2 separate regions of the Capra hircus genome follow, and region 2 is linked to region 1. Evidence: chromatin contacts called from public Hi-C data. All regions are on one chromosome and are shown on one strand. The core of a region is the stretch at or near the end of the contact, and the rest is flanking DNA. Distances in the headings are between cores, read along the strand shown. Region 1 overlaps CCAR2 (cell cycle and apoptosis regulator protein 2). Region 2 overlaps PEBP4 (phosphatidylethanolamine-binding protein 4).

Evidence for each region. A called contact is a pair of places that touch in the nucleus more often than the background predicts.
Region 2: a contact with region 1 is called in a Hi-C map of blood, with 4 times the contacts expected there. The contact joins two enhancer-like sites. A contact is called at or near these places in 3 of 5 Hi-C or Micro-C datasets (blood and liver).

The regions. Positions count from the first base shown.
Region 1 is chr8:69,563,744-69,570,519 of ARS1.2, forward strand. CCAR2 (cell cycle and apoptosis regulator protein 2) reads left to right here. Exons shown (of 21, transcript XM_018052313.1): 9 at 663-885; 10 at 972-1,085; 11 at 1,383-1,546; 12 at 1,976-2,147; 13 at 2,235-2,465; 14 at 2,558-2,776; 15 at 3,393-3,537; 16 at 3,660-3,742; 17 at 4,427-4,573; 18 at 4,724-4,835; 19 at 4,929-5,117; 20 at 5,232-5,437; 21 at 5,663-6,487. The coding sequence ends at 5,707. It overlaps BIN3 (bridging integrator 3), which reads right to left. Exons shown (of 8, transcript XM_018052318.1): 8 at 6,769-6,776. Among named protein-coding and RNA genes, the nearest start is that of CCAR2, 12 kb to the left of the region's middle. Within about 2 kb of position 1,523, at least 1 of the 5 cell types and tissues checked has an H3K27ac peak or open chromatin away from gene starts, as enhancers often do.
Region 2 is chr8:69,869,242-69,875,751 of ARS1.2, forward strand. All of the region lies in intron 3 of PEBP4 (phosphatidylethanolamine-binding protein 4), which reads right to left. Among named protein-coding and RNA genes, the nearest start is that of PEBP4, 14 kb to the right of the region's middle. Within about 2 kb of position 2,055, at least 2 of the 5 cell types and tissues checked have an H3K27ac peak or open chromatin away from gene starts, as enhancers often do.

The DNA.
Region 1 (6,776 bases), core at 273-2,772:
AATAATAAACATTCTTCTCTAGACATGTCTGTGGACAGGTGCAAGCATTTTATTGAGCTCAGTTCCTAGAAATGGAGTAGCTGGCTTAAAGGTCTGTGAACCTTGAAGGTATGGCCAGGCTTCTCACAGAGGCTGGGTCAGTTTACCTTCTCACACGAATTGTGAGGTACTTGTACCCCTAGCCTTTGCCAGCACTGTGTTAGCCAGCTTCGTGATCTCTGTCAGTCCAGTAGGTGAAAAGTGATACCCTGATTTGAATTTCTTCAATTATGAGTGATACTGAGGGTATTTTCATGAGCTTTTCAGTCTCATTCCTTTTTCTGAGTATCTGTTGCTATCAGTTTTTCCAGTTGTCTCTTAGATGTGATTTTTTTTTAGTGATTTGTGGGGTTCCTTTTATATTAACTTTAAGATAAAGACTCTTTGCTGTCATATATTGCAAATGTCTTTTTTCCTTTCCCTAGATTGACTTATAGCATTTTAGTGGTCAAATCTAATCCATTTTTCTCTCTTCAGAGGTGTCTTCCTTAGAAAACTCTTCTTTCTCAGATTATAAAAGAATTTGCTTCCTTTTTCTTTCAAGTCTTTTTTATGGTTCCATGTTAAAAAAAAAAAAAAATTCATCTTTGCTCAATCTGGAACTCCCTGCTTTCTTCCCACAGCCCCGTCTTTGATTTCTTAGAACTCCAGCGCCGTTACCGCACCCTCCTGGTTCCCTCAGATTTTCTGGCCGTGCATCTGAGCTGGCTGTCAGCCTTCCCTGTGAGCCAGCCCTTCTCTCTCCATCATCCAAGCCGTATCCAGGTATCTTCGGAGAAGGAATCAGCTGCTGATGCTGGTGCAGAGCCCCCCCCTACAGACAGCGACCCCACCTACAGTTCCAAGGTGAGTTGGCTGGGGTCCTGCCACTTGATCCCCTTGTTGAGGGCTGAGAAAACTCTCAAGTGTCTCCTTCACGCCTTCCCTATCAGGTACTGCTGCTCTCCTCCCCGGGACTGGAGGAATTGTATCGTTGTTGCATGCTGTTCGTGGATGACATGGCTGAGCCACGGGAGACCCCGGAACACCCTCTGAAGCAAATTAAAGTAAGAGCTGGGGCCCAGGAGGCAAGACACACTCACTGATGATGGTCAGTCCCTGTCAGCTGAGATGCTGCTCATGAGCTCAAAGAAACAGAGTTGAGATACTAGTCGTTCTGCCAGGAGCAGGGTGTGGCCCAGAGATGGTCTTACTAGATTCACGTGGGGTTCAAGTTCATGGGTAGAGAGCCGCCCTCCACATGCAGTATGGTGGACTCTGTTCCCCAACAGTGGCAGGTGGTTTCCCAAGGGGAGGCCCAGATGATTGGTTTTTCGTGTCTTATCCCTGGTCTCTCTTTGCAGTTTTTGCTGGGCTGGAAGGATGATGAGGCAGTGCTGGTGGGGGGTGAGTGGTCTCCTTCGCTGGATGGCCTCGATCCCAAGGGCGACCCACAGGTGCTTGTCCGCACCGCCACACGCTGCGCACAGGCCCAGGCTGGCATCGACTTGAGTGCCTGCACCAAGTGGTGAGTGGCTGCCCGAGCTTGTCTGTGGGCACCACTGAGTGGGTGAGACCCGGCCGGAGGCCAGGCTTCTGCTGGGCCTTTCTGACCTGTCAGCTCCTGTCAGTTTCCTTGTCCCTGCTCATCTCCCTCCCTCTAGCCCTGCCAGTGGTTGCCACAGTCCCGAGCACGGCTAGGGGTGTGTAATTGTGTTGAGAGCCAGCTCCTCAGATGTGGTCCCCAGCCACATTCCAAGCTCCTTATTGCCACGGCATCTCGGATAGTAACTGTCGGGTTACCTGTCTCTTCCCATGGACCATTTCTTGAGGACTTGGGCTGTATCTTTTAGAGCTTGGCCCTCAGTACATGTTCATTAAGTGTTGACTGGCAGCTGAAGCACTCACTTATGAATGTCATGGGTCAGCACTTCATTTTTCCTTTCACTGTGAGCAGGTGGCGCTTCGCTGAGTTTCAGTACCTGCAGGCAGGACCCCCGCGGCGGCTCCAGACTGTGGTGGTGTACCTGCCGGACATCTGGACCATCATGCCCACTTTGGAAGAGTGGGAGGCCCTGTGCCAGCAGAAAGCTGCAGAGGCAGCTCCCCCGCCCCCAGAGGTGCCAGCGGTGAGGCCAAGGCTTACGAACCAATGAGGGAGGTAGGTACATGAACCCCGGGACCCAGGTGGTCATAGCCCTTGACATCTGCCACAGGAAGCAGAGCCTCCAGAGCAGCCGGCTGATGGATCGGAGCAAGCAGCAGACACGTCTAAGCAGAGTGCCGAGAATCCGGAGGTCACTGCACAGCAGGAAGTGGACACCGACCTCCCGGAGGCCCCCCCACCCCCTCTGGAACCTGCTGTCATGGCACGCTCCCGCTGTGTAAACCTGTCCCTGCAAAGTATCGTGGAGGACCGGAGGCCAAAGGAAAGGATCTCTTTTGAGGCAGGTGTAGGAGCTGGCGGCTGTGGGGTGGTAGGGAGTGATGGGAACACTCTGTCCTGAGGCTCATGGCCTCCCGCCGCCTCCCCCACCAGGCCACGGTGTTGGCTGAGCTGTTTCTGGAGATGCTGCAGAGGGACTTTGGCTATAGGATTTATAAGACGCTCCTGAGCCTTCCCGAAAAGGTTGTGGCCCCGTCTGAGCCCGAGAAGGAGGAAGCAGCCAAGGAAGAAGAAGCGGTCAAGGAGGAGGCCAAGGAGGCCAAGGATGAGGTACAGAGTGAGGGCACAGCTGCCGAGGCAGACGCCCCGCCGGTGAGTATCGCTGCCCTCTGTGTGGGCACTGGGGCGGCAGGTCCTAAGGCCCAGCAGAACTGGAGCACAGGCACGCCATGGCTCTCCTCTCACTCCCCCACACTCACTGCACGCGCCTCCTGACCCTGGTGTGATTTGGGCACGGGGCATGTAACTCTCTTGTGTGGCTACACAGCTCGGAGGTGAAGCACCTGGGAGAAGGGAGGCGGGCCTGGAGCATTGTGAAGGGAAGCGTGGTTGACAGGGCGCCATGGACATCTGTGTTCATAGCAGTGCTTTGATGGGTACAGGTGTTTTCATGACCCTACGGTTAACTACAGTACTGCATTTTCTTAACTGTTTCTAAAGTCCATGGGTGTGCTTCTTGCCTAAATATAATCAAGTAAGCAGATTGCTTATGGGATTGGGCTTGACTCCTGAGGAGCACCCCAGGTGTCTGGAACTCGCCCTGGTCTGCTCTGTGACCCCTGTGTAACAAAGTACATTAAATGAGACACTGCACGTAAGCCTTTATCCCATTGCCTGAAGACGGCTGACGTGAAAATGTTAACCATTGTTATGGTGGGTAATTCCAGGGGCAGCTCTTCTCCTTATCATCTGGGTCTGCTTCTCCTAGAAGGAAGATGGGCTTTTGCCCAAACCCCCAAATTCTGGGGGAGAAGACGAAGAGAAACCCCGGGGTGAGGCGTCCGAGGACCTGTGTGAGATGGCCTTGGACCCAGAACTGCTGCTCCTGAGAGACGACGGGGAGGAGGAATTTGGTATGTGTGGCGCCGGCCAGATGGTGGCTTCTTGACACTGTGGCCTTACTGCTCTCGTTCTGGGTGGAGCCAGCCCGGATCCGTGTGAGCCCTGCTCTAGGCTCACCTCAGGCTTTCTGTAGCAGGAGCCAAGCTGGAGGATTCCGAGGTCCGGTCGGTTGCTTCGAACCAGTCAGAGATGGAGTTCTCAACCCTTCAGGACATGGTGAGACCTTCAGTGTGCTCTTGGGGCTCCGTGATCGGGAAGCCTGGCAAGGCCTCTGACTCTCCTGGGAAAGGGATGCTTTTACTGAACGGCCTCTGGCATTTTTTTTTTTTAATAGAATGATAGTTCAAAAAAAAATTATTTTGGCTTCACTGGGTCTTAGTCATGGCACACCGGGTGTCTTTTGCTGTGGCACACCGATTTCCTAGTTGTGGCACGTGGGCGCTCTAGTTACTCCATGGCACGTAGGATCTTAGTTCGCCAACCAGCGATTGAACGTGTGTCCCCCATGCTGCAAGGTAGATGCTTATCTGCTGGACCACCAGGAAAGTCCCAGACACCTGGCACCTTCTCATTGATGAAAGACAAAGGTAGCTCTTGGCTCATGGGATACCATACTCATATGATCCAGGAGAATACTTCAGTGTCTCTATCAGTGTGGTTCTGAGCGAGCTGTCTGATCTAGGAGCACACACGGTTCCTCTCTGGGTGACAGGCCTTGGGGCGGAAGTGCCCTAGAGAGAGATCTTTGCTCACAGGCCAAGGGTCAGATCTCCAACTGGAAGGTGTGTCTGGGTGTGAATGTGTCAGCCAAGCTGCATTATTTTGAAAGGGATTCATCCTGGGTGATTTAGCATTAAGAGAGCTATTTGTAAATCTTGTTCATCCTTGTTTCTCTTGCAGCCCAAGGAGCTGGAACCCTCCGCGGTGCTCCCTGTGGACTGTCTTCTTGCTTTCGTCTACTTTGATGCCAACTGGTGTGGCTACTTGCACCGGCGAGACCTGGAGAGGATCCTGCTTACCCTTGGGCTGCGGCTCAGTGCAGAGCAGGTAATGTCTTCCAGTCCTCCCTGAGATGCCTCTCCCAATGTCGTTGTGTGTAGGTGTGGCTGGGGATGCTGTGGCTCTAGGTTCTTGTGTGCCATTACAGGGGGCTTGCACCTTCTAACTGTGGGCATCGTGGGTGTGTGTTTCCTACAGGCCAAACAGCTGGTCAGCAGGGCAGTGTCTCAGAACATCTGCCAGTATCGGAGCCTTCAGTACAGCCGCCCGGAGGGCCCAGATGGCTCACTCCCTGAGGACCTGCTCTTCGGTGCGAACTGGGCTCTGCGGCCTCCAGGGGACGGGGGTGGCTGGGCTGCTTTCTCCCACTTCCCATCCCTGAGCCTTCTCCTGGCCCTCCTAGGGAACCTGGACCTGCTGCCTCCTCCCGGGAAGAGTGGGAAGCCGGGTACGACCCCGGTGGAGCACAAGGGCCTGGTGTCCCACAACGGCAGCCTCATCAATGTGGGGAACCTGCTGCAGCGTGCAGAGCAGCAGGACAGCGGGCGGCTCTACCTGGAGAACAAGATTCACACACTGGAGCTTAAGCTGGGTGAGTGGCCTGTGGCTTGGGGAGATGAAGCGGGAGGCCCGCACCCCAGACTCCAGGCTGCCCGCCATCCACTCCCCTCTTAGCTGAGCAGTCTCTCCGGCCTGCCCCCACCAGAGGAGAGCCATAACCGTTTCTCAGCCACTGAAGTGACAAATAAGACACTGGCAACGGAAATGCAGGATCTGCGGGCCCGGCTGGCCGAGGCTGAGGAGATGGCCCGGACAGCCGAGCGACAGAAGAACCAGCTTCAGCGGCTGCTTCAGGAGTTCCGAAGGCGCCTGACCACCTTGCAGCTCGACACACAGCGGATGCTTGAAAAGGTGAGCCTCCTGGAGAGCCGGCCGTTGTGTGGTGAGGTGGGTCAGCACAGCCGGCCCAGCTTCACTGGCATTTGCCTTCATCTGCTAGTTTCTTATGGAATCCATCAGTCAGCAGCTTGTGACCGGGGAGCCTCACAGGAGGAAGTGGTTAGTAGTTCTCGGATGGGATCTCGGATCTCAGCCCTTCCTCCTCCGAGCCCGGATTCTCATGTCTGTTTCAAACAGGCCGACAGCTGGGTAGAGAAGGAGGAGCCAGCACCAAGCAACTGAGGGGCCTGGTGCAGGAGCCGCCATCCTATGAGGTCAGCGATGGAGCCTGCTGAAGTTAGAGCCCAGAAAGCAGCCAGAGCAGGACCTGGGAGCTGGAGGCAGGGGTGGCTGACCCGGCGGCAGTCAGCCTCTGTAGAGGCGCTCAGGCCGTCAGGGTGGGGTCTGTCTGTGCCACGTGGGTCGGATGAGTGAGGAAGCCGGTTCCACGCGCAACTAAATCCAACATCTTGTGCACCCCTCGGATGTCATTTTGCCCTCTACTTTGGGATTCCTCCTGGGGCCCTTTCGTCTTGTGCTGACTTTCTCCTGTCCTCTTCCAGTTTAGAATAAGACAGGGCAGGAAAAGGCTTTTCAAGTCTGTCATAAGGTCTGATGCCAATAAACTAAAGAAGCAGATGTGGAATCTGGTTGGGGTTGTAAGAGCCATTATGAATGGCACAAATCCTGCCAGGTTCCAGGAGCAGGTTTTTGGGGAGGGGGCTCCCTGGCCATCGCAGGAATGGTGTCAGTGCTAGTGAGCGTTTGGTGTGGGGCCGTGTCTGCCAGTGAACACTGTTCCAGCTGCCCCAGACGTGCCAGAAGAAACCAGCACCTGCCCCCTGGCTCCCTGTGTTCAGAATGTGGTATTGGCTCTGGCCCAGCCTTTCCCCTTCCCCACAAGTCTTGCCTCTTTCCATTAATCCGTGGTTTCAGTTTGACTTTGTATATAAAGTTGGTTTTCTTTCTTTCTTTTTTTTTTTTGGCTTTTTGTTTTTTAAATAAACCAAAGTCAAAAACAAACCCAGTGTGCTCCACAGCTCTCCCCTTGACTCCTTGTCTAGGTCTGATTCTGCACCCTCCTCCCCACCCTCAACCCAGCCTCTGCTGGTGGAGGTGTCTCCTCCAGAGGATGGTTGGTGGGGGGCAGCTCTGGGGTCCATGGCCTGCTGGTCAGGAGAGGGGATGCTCCGGGTGGTTGGGGTGACCCCACCCTGACCAACCCCCTAACTCAGCAGGGGGCAGCCTAACCCAGAGAGAGACCTGGGGTGGCCCCCTCTTTATAATTACAGCATACTAATATATGGACATT
Region 2 (6,510 bases), core at 805-3,304, 310 kb after region 1:
AATGTAGCAGAGAAGGAGAAGAAGGAAGCAGATGATAACATGGTTAGACAGCATCACTGATTCAATGGACATAAACTTGAGTAAACTCCGGGAGATAGTGAAAGACAGGGAGGCCTGGCATGCTGGAGTCCACGGGGTTGCAAAGAGGTGGACATGACTTGGCAACTGAACAACAACAACAATGTGGCAGACACTGCTAGTGCTTGGGATGCATCCGGGAATAAGCCGAAGATTCTTGCCCTTATGGAGCTTATATTCTAGCTGTGGGGTCGGGGCGGGGACAGGGGCGGGGACAGGCAAACAAAACGTAAACACAATAACTGAAGAACTGATGTGCAGGTTAGAAGGTGATAAACATGATAGGAAGAAGTAGAGAGGGATAAGGGGCTCGGGGTGCCAGGCCGAGGGGCTGGGAAGGCCTCCTGGAGGTGATGGCATTTAAGCAGAGTCAGAAGCAGGGGAGGATGTGACGATGTGAGGGGGAGAAGAGACACAGGCAGAGGGAAGCACTGCGCAGAGGCCCTGGAGCAGATGAGACGCTAGGAGGCCTGGAGCCAGCGAGCAAGGCGAAAGTAGCAGGACTGAGGTCAGAGGGGTGACGATGGGCCAGGTCACATGGGGTCCTGTAAGCCATTGTGAGCACGCTGGCTCTTACTTTCTGGTGACCTGAGGAGAAACGGAAGGATTCTGAGCAGAGGAGTGAGCTGATCTGACCAGGAGATGTAAAAGCTTGCTCTGGCTGCTCTGTTGAGGACAGGCTGGCTGTTCGGGGTAGCTGTGGTAGCCTGGAGACCAGGTAGGAGGCTGTTGCAATAATTCAGGCAGAGAGGGTGTGGCCCTGGCCGGTGTTAACCGTGGAGGAGAGAGAAGTGGTCAGTGACTGGACAGATCCCCAGTGACTGGGACGCATGTGTGGTGGGAGAGAAGGGGCAGTTACTGAAGATGCCAGGATGTCCAGCTGGCACAACTTGGGGCTGGGGCAGCTCTGCCGAGACGGGGATGATGGCAGAAGGTGCGTGTTTGGAGAGGGTGGGGACGGAGCACTGGCATTGGATGTGTTGCCTGTGAGGGTCCATCAGACACCCCCGTGGCCATGTGAGTAGGACAGCATACAGACCACACTTACAGGCGTGACACAGAGGCCTGGGGTATCCCACAAGAAGAGGCTGGTGGGAGGAGGAGCACCCAGCAGAGGGGCTGAATAAGTGAAGAACTAGAAGCGGGTAGGAGTGTGTGGGTGCCTGAAGCCAGGTGAAAACCATCCATCGATCTACGAGGAAGAGGTGACCACCTGGACCAAATGCTACTGATGGACCCGGAAAAGACTGGGACGGATAACCGGTTGCTCATCTTACCAGAAGTGGATCTCATACCCATTTTAAGGTGAGGGAAAGGAATCTCAGTGAGAAGCAACTTGCCCAAGGTCATGGTGTTACGGGCAACAGATTAGGGTGTGAGATGAGGTCTCTGCAAGGCCAGGGAACTGCAAGCTTCTCAGACCAATCCTGGGGCTCCAAGAGCTCTGTGAACGGAAAAACCAACTCTCACAGCCGGCAGCTTTCAGTCCCGCCAGACCATCCTGACTCTGCAGGTCAAGTCTGCAGGCAAGCGAAATGGGATGAACAGAGGACCACCAGCACAATTTAAAATAACTTTTTACTACCAGTTGGGATGTGAGGGCCTGCGTTTGCCCTTCTCCTCGCTTTCCAACCGGTTGTTTCACCCACCAGTCTACCAGCCTGGCCCCTAGGGCATTTCAAGTTAGTGGTGCCTAGTGTCAGCAATTCCACTCCAGGCATATTTGTATTTGAATAGAAGGGTATCCCCACAGCCAGCTGGCCCAGGAGAGGTGAGCAAGGAATGCGGAGGCTTGCACACTCGACACAAATCAGGCACCCTCCGTTTCTCCATTACCAGCTTAAGTCTCCACCATCCCAAGGCCCTGGCGTTGCCTCCCTGTGCCTGAGACCCTGGCCACCCAGCCCGCTCACCTTGATGGGGCGGGATGACGGTCGTCTATCTCCCTCTGGTGTCGCCTCTTGGAATTGCAGCCTCGGGAGAGGGAAGAGGCCAGCTCCGCCTTCCAACCCGCGGGGCCTGGAGAGCCACGCCTACCAGCCGGGCAGGCCCCGCTCCTTCCTGGCCCTCTGGGCCTTGCCCGCCGCTACGGGGGCGTCTAGGGTCTCCGCATGCCCAACGTCACAGGCAGAACTCAGACTTGGGAATCAGAATGTCCCATGGATTCTCCTGACCCTGCCTCAAATTGTCGGGGCAGACCTGCAGGTGGGGAGCAAACCGTCCCTGATTTCTTCACATTTTGCATGCCCCCTGTGCCCTCTGCTGCTGCTGCTGCTGCTAAGTCGCTACAGTCCGACTCTGTGCGGCCCACCAGGCTCCACCGTCCCTGGGATTCTCCAGGCAAGAACACTGGAGTGGGTTGTCATTTCCTTCTCCACCTGTCCCCTCAACCTGTCCCTTTGCTATAAATCACTTGACATTGCCAGGCCCCAACCCCCAGCAGCCACCCCAGCTCCCATTCTTCTCAGGCCCTTGGCCTGGGGAGGGCTCAGACTGCAGTGGGTGCCCCTGCAGACTGTGGTGGGTGCATCCCTCCTAGCAGATGCCCTCCCCACCTCCTCCCCTCACCCCTCAGTCCCCAAGCGTTAAGAAACAGCAAAGGACATTATGCCTTATTTTAAATTCCTCCTGGTCTTTCTCCGAACTCCTCTGTAAAGCCACCTCCCCCTCTCCAGTGCGAGCCTACAAAAAGTCACTGCGGGGCGTTCAAAGTTCATGTTTTTGTCCCTCTAAATGGCTCCAATCAAGGCTGTGCAGCGATTTTAAAATCCAAGAGACTTCTGCCCACACTCCCAGCAGACCACCGGGGACAGATCCCAAGGGTGCGGCGACCCCCCACCCCCACCCCACCCTGGACCCCAACACACACTGGCTGAGTGACCTTTATTCTTTAAACCCGGATGCAAACCCACTGAACTGGCCTTTCAGGCCCCATCTGCCCCCTCAGTGAAGCAGCCCACACAGTGTTTTCAAAGGAACATTATTTGATCTGAAAAACATCTGGAGCCCGTTTCCCCAGCACTTGACCGGGAGCTCTCAGCCGACATCAGAGGCTCAGTCACTGAACAAACACCCTCTCTGCCGGTGCTCCCAGGAGCAGCCCTGTGGACTGGGGATGGGCGGATTTATAGAAAGGTCTGGCCAGGGCTTCTGTAAACCCTGGAGCAGAGAGTATGACGATGGAAAAGGTGGTGGGGGATAAAGAGGACTGGAAATGAAGGTTAAGGCCAAGAAGCTCCGAGACGAAGGCGCCCAGGAGCAAAACATCAGCCATCAGGATGACCATCTCCTGAGGTCATCCTCTTAGCAATGGCTGCAACTTACATTCACACAGCTACAAGATGCCCCTCGTGGGCAGGAATGTATAAGACCCCGATGCTGGAAAGACTGAAGGCAGGAGGAGAAGCGAACGACAGACGATGAGATGGTTGGATGGCATCACCGACTCAATGCACACGAGTTTGAGCAACTCCAGGAGATGGCAAAGGACAGGGAAGCCTGGCATGCTGCAGTCCATGGGGTCGCAAAGAGTCAGACACGACTGAGTGACTGAACAACAACAACTGGCTCCTGGGACAGTGTCCCGCAGGGGGCCAGGATCTGCTCCAGGAAGTGGATGCGTGCCTGACATCCTGAGTCCCGCATGGACATCCAGGACTCTTCTCTGGGACTCGGGGGTGCACTTGAGAAGCAACATCTTGAAGGTGATAGAGCAATGAACTGAGAGGTGGGACACCTGCTATCCAGGGCTGATTCCTCCACTCCCCAGCTTGGGCGAGCTTGACCTTGCCCTTGGGAAGTGCCTCTCATCCTGCAGTTGTGGGGATAATCCCTACTTGGCCCAGCTCCCAGCATTGCTAGGAGGATCATGTGAAATCCTGCAGAGGAAGTTTCTCTACGACCTCAGACTCTGACTGCAAAGATTAGAGACAGCCATGAACATCGCTCTTTTCACCTGGCCCTATTGTGGCCAGAGGCACCCCCCCAAAAAGATGGCTGGGTGGCCCTGGGCTGGGGTGGGACAGAGTGGGGTGATTTTAGCAGCCTTCAGCCAAGGACAAAGGATAAAATGACATGTGAGCAGGCTCTCTTCCACACAAGCATCCTTACCTGGGTTCTGGGTGGTCTGCCCACCTGCCTTCCCAGGCTTGTCTCCACCTATCAGCCCCCTTCTCTGTTACCACCTCACCAGCTCCTCTCAGAGCCTCCAGGAGCCCAACCCTTCTTCTGTGCCCTTTACCCTTCAGACTACAAAGCAGTCTTTTATTGTATGACAAGCTCTACCATTTATTACGCTTCTGTCATGTGCCTGGCACTGGGTTGCGGTTGTACCTCATTAATTAATTCTCCCCTAAAGCATCACAGGTGTGAAGCATCACGTGGGTGAACCCCCTCCAGTAGACTCTGTACCGTGTCCTGACTTGACCTTCTCCCCAGGCCCACTGCCCTGAAACTCCTCTCCTGCTTGCTGGAGAGCAGTGCCAGGGAATTTGACAAATCTGACAGCTCTTTCCCAGCCTGGCCCTTCAGCAACCTCTCTCTTGCCAGTCTGACCTGACCTCTGCTGGCTGGCTGCTGCTGGCTACTCCGTATCCTCCCCAGTCCCCTGAGGAGCCCAGGCTCCTGGAACACTCCACCCTGTGCCCTCAGATGCCAAGGACCCAAAGCTAGGCCTCCAGCCCTGCCTTCTCTTCCCAGTATTAGACTGATCTGCTCACTGGATGCACACAGGGGCCTCAGTGATGCAAAGCTGCTGCCACTCACTGCCCGTGGTCCCTGTGGATCCAAACCTTCTCCTGTGTCCCTCGTTTGGTGACAGCACCGCTGTTAGTGACAGTGCCCGATAGTGCCCTTCCTCCCAATTATTATCAACAGTACCTTCCCTTCACTCTCCAAAACGTCTTGTTTTGGGGGATAAATTACATGCCCAGCTTAACCCTCAGCCACTCCACCTGCCTGTTGCAGAAACCCGACAGCTGTCCCGGCTGTCTCCTTCTTGGCGATCCCCATTCCTCTGCCTTCACCAAGCCTGGTGGACTTGACTGCCTTTATACCTTCAGGCCCCGGCCCCGGTCCACGCCATCACCCTCTGCTTCAGCAGGCTCACCCTGCCTCCAGCCTTGTGTTTCTCCCACCCTCCCACAGGCACCTGGGTGACCTGCCCAAGGGACCTTCTTGAATTGCTAATCTGATCACCTGCACCAGCCTGAAAATCAAATGGTGACCTTCCCGCTTCCCCAGCCTGGCTTCCAGATAAAGACTAGATTCTACACCAGCGCCCATGAAGCAGCATCTGTGACCCCCTCAGAGTGTGGTCCTGCCCCCTCGGGAGCCTCAGCCCTCACCCGGCTGTCCCAGCTTCCTGTCTGTCACTGGCACAGCTCAGCTCGGGGTCACCTCCCCCTGGAAGCATCTCCAGACCCCGGCTCAGCTGGGCTGCCCTCCCTGGCCCTCGTGGTGCCTGAGGTCCCTCTCCTGAAGCACTGACACAGTATCCCTGTGCTCCATGCATCTGTCCGTCTCTCCACCTTAGACTGGGAGCTCAGGGCTGGTACCCTTTATCTTTGAGTTTGCAGCACTAACAGGGTGCCTGTGGTTCAACAGCTTGTGCACCAGCTGCTGTCCCAGGAGCAACTGCGCTTGGCTGCCCCCTGCATGTGGGCACGGTCCCTCTAAGCATCTTTTCGAAAACGAGCTGGGTGGATCTGCTAATCCATCAGGGGCTGCTCCCGGGTGTTGGAGCCCTGTGTCCTAATCATTTCGTGATGGCAGCAGCTCCCATTTTTCTGCTCTGTGTATAAAAAGGATGGGAGCTCCTGGGGATATATCCAGAGAAAAACATGATCTGAAAGGATACACACACCCCAGTGCACCATAGCATTGTTTACAATAGCCAGGACACCGGAGCAACCTAAATGTCCGTCGACAGATAAGTGGACAAAGAAGGTGTGGGCCGTTTATGCAATGGAATATTAGCCATTAGAAAGAATGAAATAATGCCGTTTACAACATGGATGGGCCTAGAGATTGTCACATTGAGTGAAGTCAGTCTGATAGAGAAGGAGAAATATGTTATGACATCCCTTATATGTTGAATCTAAAAAGAAATGGTACAAATGGACTTACTTACAAAACAGAGACTCACAGACTTAGGGAATGAACTTACGGTTGCCTGTACACATGGCTACATTTTAAATGGATAACTAACAAGGACCTTCTGGAACAGCACACGGAACTCTGCTCAATGTTATGTGGCAGCCTGGATGGGAGGGGAGTTTGTGAGGAGAGTGGATATATGTGTATGTATGGCTGAGTCCCTTTGTGGTCCACCTGAAACTATCATAACATTGTTCATCGGCTGTATTTCTGTATATAGTAAAAAGTTAGAAAAAGAAGAGTGATAGGCAGTGGGCTGGGGAGCTCCGAGGGCTC